Regions from separate parts of the Oryzias latipes genome. Here region 2 is linked to region 1. The links are chromatin contacts, called in public Hi-C maps. All regions are on one chromosome and are shown on one strand. The core of a region is the stretch at or near the end of the contact, and the rest is flanking DNA. Distances in the headings are between cores, read along the strand shown. Region 1 has its middle 13 kb from the start of lct. Region 2 overlaps LOC101157017 (histone deacetylase 4).

What was found. Hi-C and Micro-C count contacts between places; a contact is called where the count stands out from the background.
Region 2: a contact with region 1 is called in a Hi-C map of embryo, with 3 times the contacts expected there. The contact joins two enhancer-like sites. A contact is called at or near these places in 3 of 5 Hi-C or Micro-C datasets (embryo and fibroblasts).

The regions. Positions count from the first base shown.
Region 1 is chr21:26,141,156-26,146,421 of ASM223467v1, reverse strand. No RefSeq gene overlaps it. Among protein-coding and RNA genes, the nearest start is that of lct, 13 kb to the right of the region's middle. Within about 2 kb of position 2,056, at least 3 of the 8 cell types and tissues checked have an H3K27ac peak or open chromatin away from gene starts, as enhancers often do.
Region 2 is chr21:26,277,828-26,282,892 of ASM223467v1, reverse strand. It overlaps LOC101157017 (histone deacetylase 4), which reads right to left. Exons shown (of 28, transcript XM_020713280.2): 14 at 2,448-2,714; 15 at 215-401; 16 at 1-118. Among protein-coding and RNA genes, the nearest start is that of twist2, 45 kb to the left of the region's middle. Within about 2 kb of position 3,347, at least 5 of the 8 cell types and tissues checked have an H3K27ac peak or open chromatin away from gene starts, as enhancers often do.

The DNA.
Region 1 (5,266 bases), core at 807-3,306:
TTTTCAGTTGGAAAATAATCTTAATTTAAGAAAATATATGTTTTTCTTAAATACAAATTTTTGGTGAGACAATTTTTTTAATTTAAAGAAATTTCTTACTCATTTCTAGGGAGCCGGTTTTTGCTGTGATGCTCAACAGGAAAGCTGATCACCTTTGAACGTTCAACACCAGCAAACGACTTGTCCTTAGAAACAGCAAAACTCCTCTTTGCCAGTGTGGTTGTTGTGGGGCTCATGCAGCAGAGGGTGTCAGGAGGAAAGATGGCATGCGGTAGTTTGCAATCACAATCATTCTTCCTTCATGACTCAAAAGGGAGGCTCTCGCCCAGCAAGCATTTGATTAAAGCAACAGTGGAGCATCGGGTCTAATCTTTTTGTCGAATGGAGAGGCGACACGCAGCAGCAGGTTGTTTTTTGTGTGTGTGCATTCAGTGAGTTAAAGAGTCGGAAGGGTCTTTAGGAGGAAGCTGCTTAAAGGCACAAGAAGAAATAAAATGTAAAACAGGTCCATCAATGAGTGTTTGACCTCTGTGAGATCTTTTTTGGGGGGATTCTCTAAATTCTATTCAATTTATACACTAATGATATTTTTTTTGTCACAGATGGTCTATAGATGAGTTCTGCCACCAAGCAACCATGGTCCATCAGAGTCTGTTGGATGTTCTTCAGTTAGATAACAAACAACTGAGAGGATCTTTATGGACTTCAATCAGAACTCACTGCAATGTCAGACTTTCAGCGTATAAACTCGGGGGATTTTTGAGTGTTTTTTAGAACAATTTGCTGTGATAATGTCTCAGTTTTTGCTGTAATATTTGATATCCACACAAAGTTCCAAGTGATAATTAAGCTACGATTAAAAAGATATATTGTAATAATAAAATGCAACAAAGTACAGATACTGCAAAAGTTAGTTTACCATGTTTAATGTGATGTGTTTGTGTTTCCACATTACTTACTTCAGTCACCGAAATAACCAAATAAAGTATTCCAGAATGTGTTATCACTTCAATAAGGAGAAATATTTGGAACGCGAGTGGAGATTTATTTTTTTTGCATTACAGAAAAAAAGGGGAATGAAATAAGGCCATAGTCTTTTGACATCTGGCGTACTTGGGGTGAACTCATATGAATAAACCCCAGAGCCCAGATGTTGATGGTGGTTAGAGGCCAGACCATGACAAAGCAAGGCTCCAGGTGGAGAACAGGGAGGAGGAGGGCCGCCAAAGAATGAAGAGAGATGATGGCAAGTGACGTAACAACCTGGAATTGTGGCAAATCTTCCTTGTGAAAATTGGCACTGAACTAACTTATACTGTAAAACCTGCAAAGAAAAAAAAAGACGATTGAAAATAATAAAACAAATATGGTCAAACAAGTAAAATTTCAGGCTTTTGATGAAAAACTTGGATGCCCAACTTTTGTTTTGTCGGCTTCTATTTTTTCATGACTTGATTGTTGTTTAAAAAATATTATAATAAGACAATAATAGTGAAAGGTGATGTTTCTGATAACAGAAAAAAAAAATTGCCCAGACGGATGAAACTCAAAGGAGCCAAATACATTTGTAGTTCGGACAGAGAATCACGACGTTCTGTGGAGTTACAGCTGAATATCTAGCTGAATATTTTAAATGTCAAGGAATAAAAGGTCATGAACTTTCACAAACTGGTGTCATTTGCATTTATTTTTAATCTGCTCCAAAGTGTTCAGGTCTAAATTTTTTGTGACACTAAAGTTTCCTTTGTTGGCCTTTTGGCTTGCAGTTGAATGTCCCAGCCAAAAGAGGGCGCTAAAGATCCTTCCTGTGACAATCTGTAATGTGTTTATGTATTAACAATAGTTTAAGATTTTTTACCTCATTTTATTTTGTTTTACAACCATCAGCAAACCCAGCAAAACTTTCATGAGTTGATCAGGCCGACCTGGGAATTGTTCCATCAAACTATTTGTAGATGTTTTCTTCCAGCTTGACTCAGAGCCGTCCTGCAGGCTCTGGCCCTTTAGATTCTCCGTGGTTCTCTGTGAAGTGCAAAGCCGAACTGAGCGTGTGCAGAACAGGCGGTGGTGTCAATTAGTGTGTACATCCTGTTGAGAGGGCAGGTCACAGAAGTGGGTGGCTCAGCGGGGAGGCACAGACTTGAGGTGTTAAAAGGCATGAACTGTTTGTACTGTTTCACTCAGCTGCTTTCTGCTATTGAGACGGTCTCAGTCACAGTTGCAGGTAAAATCATACAGGTGTCCCTCCTTAATCCCTTCACCCCATATGTTGCTATGGTAACTACCAGTTTTTTTAAGTCATCATAAACTTGAATAGAAAAAACACTAAAGAATATTTATTTTTATAATTGGAAATACACTCAGGCGTGAAGGGGTTAGATAAAATAAGATGTGGTTTACCTTTTTTTTTTGTTATTGATCTTAAGCTAAATGATCAGATGCTGTGAAAGTCAGTTTCTGACAAAGACAGCTCACTGTCGCCATCAAAGGGTCATTCCTGGAAATGAACAAACGCTCCAGAGACGTGACAAAACATTTAGCTTTTTCATGTTTACGTTTGAAATAAAATCACATAAAACTGTCAAAATCAAAGCAAATCAACTACAAAAGTTTGATTTAACAAGGTAGACAAACAATGATGTTACATGTTCATCTGAAGCTTTTATTTTGTTTCATTAAAAGCAGGATGAGAAGTGATCATCTTTATTGATATAATAAAGATATAATACTGATGTCACAAAGTTAATAGGAAACTGATCAATCTCTTTCTAGATATACTAAAGTGGGTGGAAAGGTTAGCGTATCGTTTTGTAATTGTTTAGTGGAAAGTCATTTTTTGTTGTAGCTGCAGCTGATGAAGTCATTTGGGCACAAATGCCATAAAATGTACTGTCATGTGAAAAAATTTGGACAAAGCCTGTGAATGTTTCCCACATATTTGGATACAAACACGTTTAAAATCAATTTGAACATCACAGAGTGATCCAAGTGACACTTCACACTTAAGACACATTTAAGGGGCTGGTAGATGACACAAAATAGTGTCTCAATGACGCGATTTTAGCCTAAGGAGCAAAAACAGCTAATATGAGGCAGGAGGTCCAAGTTTTGACCTCTATTACAATATAATTTTCTGTCCCGATCTTTTTTTCTATGCGTTGAATAATTATAATGTTTTAGTTTGATTTTTATTTAATCACTTTCTTTTCTAGAAATAAAAAAAAAACATTTGACATTTGACATTCATATGTGAACCTTTTTTTTCAAAACAGAGCTGATTATTTAATGAGGATTTCACATTTCTTCACATGACTGTGGCTTCTATGTGGTGTTGGATTGGTTATGCATAAAAATGCAACTGCAAAACTCCATCCATCCGTCCATCCTGTCAGGAACTGGAGGTGTGGGACCCAAAAATGCAGAACACCAGGATTGGTGAGAGAAACTTAAGCATTAAAAAATTAACCAGAACATGATCAAAACCATGGCGAACCAAAAAGGGTGACACAGCAGATCAGATGACCTGACGAGATTGATTTGATTTTAATTTGATTGGATAGCCCCAATCTGATCTATCCATCCATCTTGTTAACCTGCTATATCTCTTTCAGGGTCAGGGGGTTGCTGGAGCCTGTCCCAGCTACTGTCGGGAGAATGCGGTGTACATCCCGAATGGGTCACCAGTCTGTCACAGAGTTCACAATCACTCCCAAACACACTCGCGCTTGCACATCTGGGGACACTTTAACTTTAAAGTAATCAGTCAACTTATGAAGGACGTTTTGGACTGTTAGAAGCAAGGGGAAAATCCACGCATGTGTAACCTTCTCTTTGCTCCTACTGCTCCACAGGGGGTGCGGTCCACTGTGGTAGAGGGGAATTTTTCTTTTGCTCAGGTTGGGTGAAGGCTTGGGTCAAATTTTACCTATCAAGGTTAATACTATCCACCCCAAGAATTTCACACGACACGTACAGAAAATGATAACAAATGTATTAATAACAGAATTATACTCAACAGTTTCAAAATAAAAAATTGTTCAAAATAAATAAATAAAAAACCACTGAGATCTCAGGGAAAATTGCAGTTTGGAGCTCCAAAAAAAAGAAAGAAAAAAAACCCACAAAAATACCCTCAATTGTGAGTGCACTCAACAGTCCTACCGCCCTCTAATGTCCAGGAATGCAGTTCACGGAGTCGGTTTGGGTGTAAGGGGATGATGGGATGGGACCAACGGTCTCTTCACTCAAGGAGGGAAATTATCCAAGATGGAGGCGTAGAAGGACCGGGAACAGAAGACGGCAGACGAAAGAAAAACTCCTCTGGAATGTCACATAAAAAAAAAAACCAGCCTGCACAACGTGCAGAAATATTATTCATTTAACTCTCATTCACTAGAAATTTAATTAAAACAGTTCAAAAAGTTTTTTTCTTTTTCCTATTCACAGCATATCAACAACATACAATGTTTTTCCACATTTATTAACTGCATAACCAGGTTATAATAACCAATGTGACTGAATATAAAAACTGAAAAAATTCTTATAAAAAGTAATCAAAGTTATCCCGACTGGTTTTAATGTAATCCTGTGCACGCGGCAACTCGGTTTAGCATGCTAACACAGCGGTTTGAATAGCTGCAATAACTCACCAGGATATCCGTTGTACAAGTAAAAAAAAATCTTCAGTGCAGTTTCAACAAGCACAGCTCCAGCTTAAATCAAAAAGCTTTCTGGGTTTTATTTTCTTTAAACTCCAATATCAATATGGCTATTCGCTCCCACGTTCTGTTTGCGTCTCTGTGACTGCACACGGTGTTCCAAAAAAAAATCAATCCCACACAGATCTCAGTAAGAGTGAGATGATCACTCTGAGCTAAAAATAAAATCTGTACGCAAAACAATGCACTTTTAACAAAGATGGTAGACAGTTAAGATGACCACTCTTAATTAACATTTGTTAACATTAACTTTGTTAGGAAAAAAACATTTTTCCTCTTATAAACAAAAACCAACAACAGCAGGCTACCTCCAAGTGCTATATGAAGAGTGGGGTCACACCACCTGGGTTACACATGCACAGGGAGAACATGCAAACTCGACACAAAATGGTCCCAAACAAAATTTGGCTTTTCATGTTGATCTCTCATTGTGTACTTATCTCTATCATTTATTCAGATTCATGTTGCTTAGGTTTTTACTGGGCTGTGCTTAAGGCTTATTATTTTATGTCAAAAGATTTGTGAGAAATAAACAAACAGAAAAATGA
Region 2 (5,065 bases), core at 2,098-4,597, 140 kb before region 1:
AGGCCCGTTTCCTGAAGCCGGGACCAGATGCTCTGAATGCGGCCGGCGTGTTCTGGATGAATCGTGGAGTTTCCACAGATGCACTGATGCTTCTGCATCAAAGAGTCATAAACCAGACCTGGAAAAGTCACAACATGTGAGTTTCTACACAACAAATCAATGAAATGTTGGTGCAAAGACAACCGTAACTTGCAACATTTAAATATATGCAGACCTGTCGTAAACCTGTGTTTGACTGGCGACTCCTGGACTGCCATGGGGAGAGAAGCAGAGGCTGGAGACGACTGCGTCCTGAACAAAGGACGCTTCCCAGCAAGGGTGCCTGGTAAGCTGGAGTCTTCTATAGTGGCCCGGTAGTTTCTAAGCTGGTGAATCCGTTGTTGCTCCAGAAGTAGGGTCTGCTGCTCTCATACAAAAATACACGAGGACAAACATGAAACAAGTGCAGTACTGATGCAAGCCAGCAGAGGGCGCTACATACTTGCAAGTTCCACCATCCAAAATCCATGTAGAAATAATCCTGACTTACTTTTAAAGACAATGCTGTTATATAACTGTAGGAACTGTTGGCTTGGTATTAATGGCCTTTTCTTTAATAAAGATCACATCGGTGAACTCATAATACAAATCTATATGGCATTAAAAATGTTTTAACAGAGACAGCTTTGCTCTAAGTGGATGTTTTAACCTCTTTCCACTGCTTCACTACTCTGATAGGTGTGTCTGGCCACACTGCAGCACGGGCGCTGTAGCTACGGGAGAGCTGAACACGGCTGAGCGCGCCGCAGAGATGGGTGGCACGAGGACACGGTGTCCCAAACGTGCGACAGCTGTAAAGATTAAAATACCTTTCAAAGAGGCAAATAGCACTAAACTGCAGGCGAACTTTGTTTTGTGATGCATGTTTTTGTACTCTGCTGTTACATGTGACAGGAATACAGAACATCACAGTCGGAATTCTGTCATAAACCAAGCCGATCAGTCCGTTTGGGGAACAGCTGGAGTTTCATGCAGTAGTTAAATGCTCCATCTGTCACTGCTACAGTTAGCACGACCACGATGTTTGTAAAGCTCTGAGACGCCATCAAATGGACTTGTTTTTGCCAGTTTGCACCATCAGGCATGTTAGTTCAAGACGATAAATCAGAAGAGAACCACATAAATGTGCATTTCCTGGAATATGCGTTGTCAATAATAGGTTTCCTGGGAAAAAAGGCAACAAAACATGATGACCATAAGACAAAAGAAAAACCGCTTATTTAAGTAAATGAACTACAGAAAATCTTAAATTGCACATTTTGTTGGACAAATCTAATATAAATTCTAAGCTTGTCAAATACATTTAAAGAATTCTAAAGAGCTTGTATGCAGAAATAAAAACTGCATAGTTATTTCCACATTAGCTAAACAAACTGTAGAGAATTATCAGCCTAATAGTATCAAAGCATTTTTATTAGAAAAAGAGAAATGCTAAAAAAAAGTTGGGCCAATTTAGTAGGTGGACTAAAATTTGCAGAATAATTTGAAGTAATGAAAATATAACCAATGAAATGCAACAATAGTTGAAGGAAAGCCTAAAAAAAGCTAACTGCTAATCTAATCGGGCTGCAGGACAGCTGAAATGAGCTAAAAACCTCGAAAGAATGCTTAAAGATAAGTGCTAAATAAGTTGAATAAGCATGAAAATGACTAGAATTAGTGGAAAACTGCCTTAAGTCCCACTCCAATCATCTTTTGATCTATTGTAAAATAGTTCCCAGTGGTCTTTTAATTACAATTATGCCGTTTTTAGCCAAAATAAAAAAAAACTACCAGTATGTTTTCTAGAACATATAAATTTGCCTCTGAGTTTTGGGCGGGACAATGGGCACAGAGCAACCTCGCATCAACTTCTCCTCTCCGTTGCTCTCAGTTTACAGGCTCTCCTGCTAGTTTACAGCCCCTCACACCCCTAACCTAACGTTCCCGGTACAACAAAAAAATGGCGAGCAGTGTTACAGCTCTGCAGCCATACAGATTTGAGCCAGATGCCAGCTCAGACATGGATCTAGTCGTCTACAAGTGGATGCAACAGAATGAGCGGAGCAGGGAGCTTTTTTTTGTTTGTATTTTTCAAACGTCATAATTTGAATAAAGAAATATTCAAAAAATGTCATTTTTGGGTCTTAATTTTCTGAATATAGATGTCCTCTGTCATGATGAAAATGCCACAAGAACATGCTGAAGACACCAAAAACATGATTTTTATCAGAGTGAGGCTTTAAGAGTCCGTACACAGTATGCTCAATTAGCTCATTAAATTGTAATTAAAGAACACGAATATAGACTAAATAAGATCAGCTCTGAAATTTGCTGAATAAAGCTAAAGGGCTTAGATACTCGTCCTACAAAGATGTTCTTCTGTTTAGAGGCATTAGATGATACCCCTGACCGTGATCTTCCATTACCTGTTTGAACAGGAAGTCCGGCTCCGAGTGCCTCTCCCTCTGCTCCCTTTCTTCCTGCTCTTCAGGATCTGGTGGCTCCTGCTTGATGGCCCTTAGCAACCTCGTCTCCTGCATCGGAGCAGAGGAAGGTGACGACGAAGATGAGGAAAGTCCCTGGTGCTCCCTGAGCTCCTCTTCCGTCTCCTCTGGGTGGCTCTGGTGTTGCCTGCCAGGCAATGATGCGCTGGAGCCCACAGCCGAGGCCGGATCACCAGGCTTGGACATGATCTGAGAGGACGGCATGGAGGAGCTCAGTCAGTCCAATACTTCGATTTTTTAAAACTTCAGGTATGCTTGAAGCAATGTACGTTTTCAGAGAGAAAGTTGATTACTGCTACAAAAAACCAAAAACAAATTACAAGGGAAGGAGAATCCCTTGAGCCCGTGAAAGAACAGCAATCATTGCCTCAGACAGTGACGCATGAGGCAAGACAACCGGCCTCTCTTTAACAGCTGTGTGTCCGCCAACAATGTTTTCATTCCAAAAATAGCTGCCTGGTTCAGGCTAAGTACAAAAACAATGTAAAAGACCTCAAGTTTAACCAAACAAAAGCAAACAACAAGCAGTTCCACTGATAAACCTGGTTTGCACTCTGGACTCAAGAAGCCAGAAATAAACTCATTTCTGACTTGGAGCTCACATACTCGACCGGACCTTTGGTGTTTACAGAAACGCTTGTTTATGATGCCTTTTCCTGGAGAAATCCACAAGAGGGCTCCCCAGATTGTATCAAAAAAATGTGCTATGAGACAATGATAATAAACATGAAGGAGGAGGTAGAGATGTACATCCTGACCCGAATGCAGAGTGACGTGAAACTTGAAGGAAAACAACAAAAAGCTGGATAATTTAACGACTCACCGATACAAACATCTTAAAACTAAAGGTTTCCCAAACAGACAGGATTGGTTGATACTTGAAATCCAGGACTTTTCAAAAAATAAAGTTCCTAAGAACTAAAAGGCAGCAATAATTCTTGCCCAATTCCTAATTAAAAGCATGTGCAGTTGTGTACTAATTTGCTTTTAAACCCCTGACAGGATCTCTGTGACTTTGTAATTTATATTGCAAAGTTGGCCCAGCGTGAACCTGTGGGTGAAAGGGAAAACCGAGCCGAGGGCAAGAGTGGAAAAGACAGGAGGAATCGTAGAGGGACGACCGGCGTAATCTTGTTGTGGCAGCTGCCCCTGTCGTTGTCGTCAAAGACCTCAACCTTGGTGTGCAGGTCATGATTGGATGGGACCACTGTTTGTGCACAGACACACACACACACACACACACAGACATGCACAAGCACACACTTGGCTGGCACACTGCCCAGGGAACAGTCCATTGACGTCAGAGAGCAGGCTCTTGCCTCATCCCAGTCCCCCTTCTCCAAACAAACTCAAAACACTCAACCCCTTCTGCTGCACCGTTTCTCACTGTTCCTTTCTTTTTTTGCGTTTTGTTCCCTCTCCCTCTTTTAATTCTCCTTTAAAAAGGAAATGAAGCATACAGGACCTAAATAAGCCTGGTAAATCAGTTGGAATGAGAGAAGCCTGGTGGGACGTCGAGTGGAAAGAGGATGTGATTGGGGACACAGATACCTGACACTTGTTGACTCGCTGCATCTGTGTCGCACACATGAACAGCCACCATGTCATGTGAGCAGGTCTTTGTACACACCTGACTGCTTCAGGTAGTAATCTGAGACTCTTGTGTGGAAATGTAACAGCACCGGGACTTTTACCTTCTTTCTTTCCATTCGTTTTGCCCCGATTTGCCAAAGGTTCCTGGATAATTCTTTTGTGTCAAAGCTCCACTTTCACTGCTGACTAAACTTAATTTAGTCTTTAGGTGAAGAAAAATGTCTTTTGCAAACTGATCTGCATGATGGTACCTGGAACTACAGGGAAACAGTACTATAAAGATTAGAAAATGTCTGTTCGTGTGCGCTAATTGCTCTGCCTAAGGCCACTTTATGAAATAATACCTCCAAACCATGAGTACCAACTACCTTTAGTGTTGAATAGCTGAGCTAATTTAGGCAGAACAAAAACTGAAATCATGAATCAAGTGCTTCATATTTTCAGTAAAATTCCCAATCATAGTGTAAAGTAAGTATTCATCAAAAAATGCCCCCATAGATAAATACCTAATTGGTTATTTTTAATAAGATTTATTATAATGCTAACGCCAAAAGGACATTATTAAATATTTGTGGTCAGGATCCCAAAAACTGAATTTATCACTCCCAGTTTGATTGCTTTCCTTGACTTTTCTGCAGCTCTGGCAAAAGCCGTCAACCTGTAAGAGATGAACTCTGCTCGATTGAGCAACACGGTTTTCTCTCTGACCTGAAGTCTGCCATTGCAGAGTCAAATTGGAGACAACATCCAGCATTTAGTCCGTGCCCGAGTCAGTTGTATAATGGTTCAGTGTGACCTGTGATGTGGCCACCAGTGTACGAACAACTCAGAGTAAGGCTGTTGTTGACTGTATATGAAACCCGGACTGAGTGACCCCTACCAAACAGGAAGCATCCACTGTTTCCAAGAAGCCAAAATGCCAAAAATGACTTTTTAAAATAAAAATC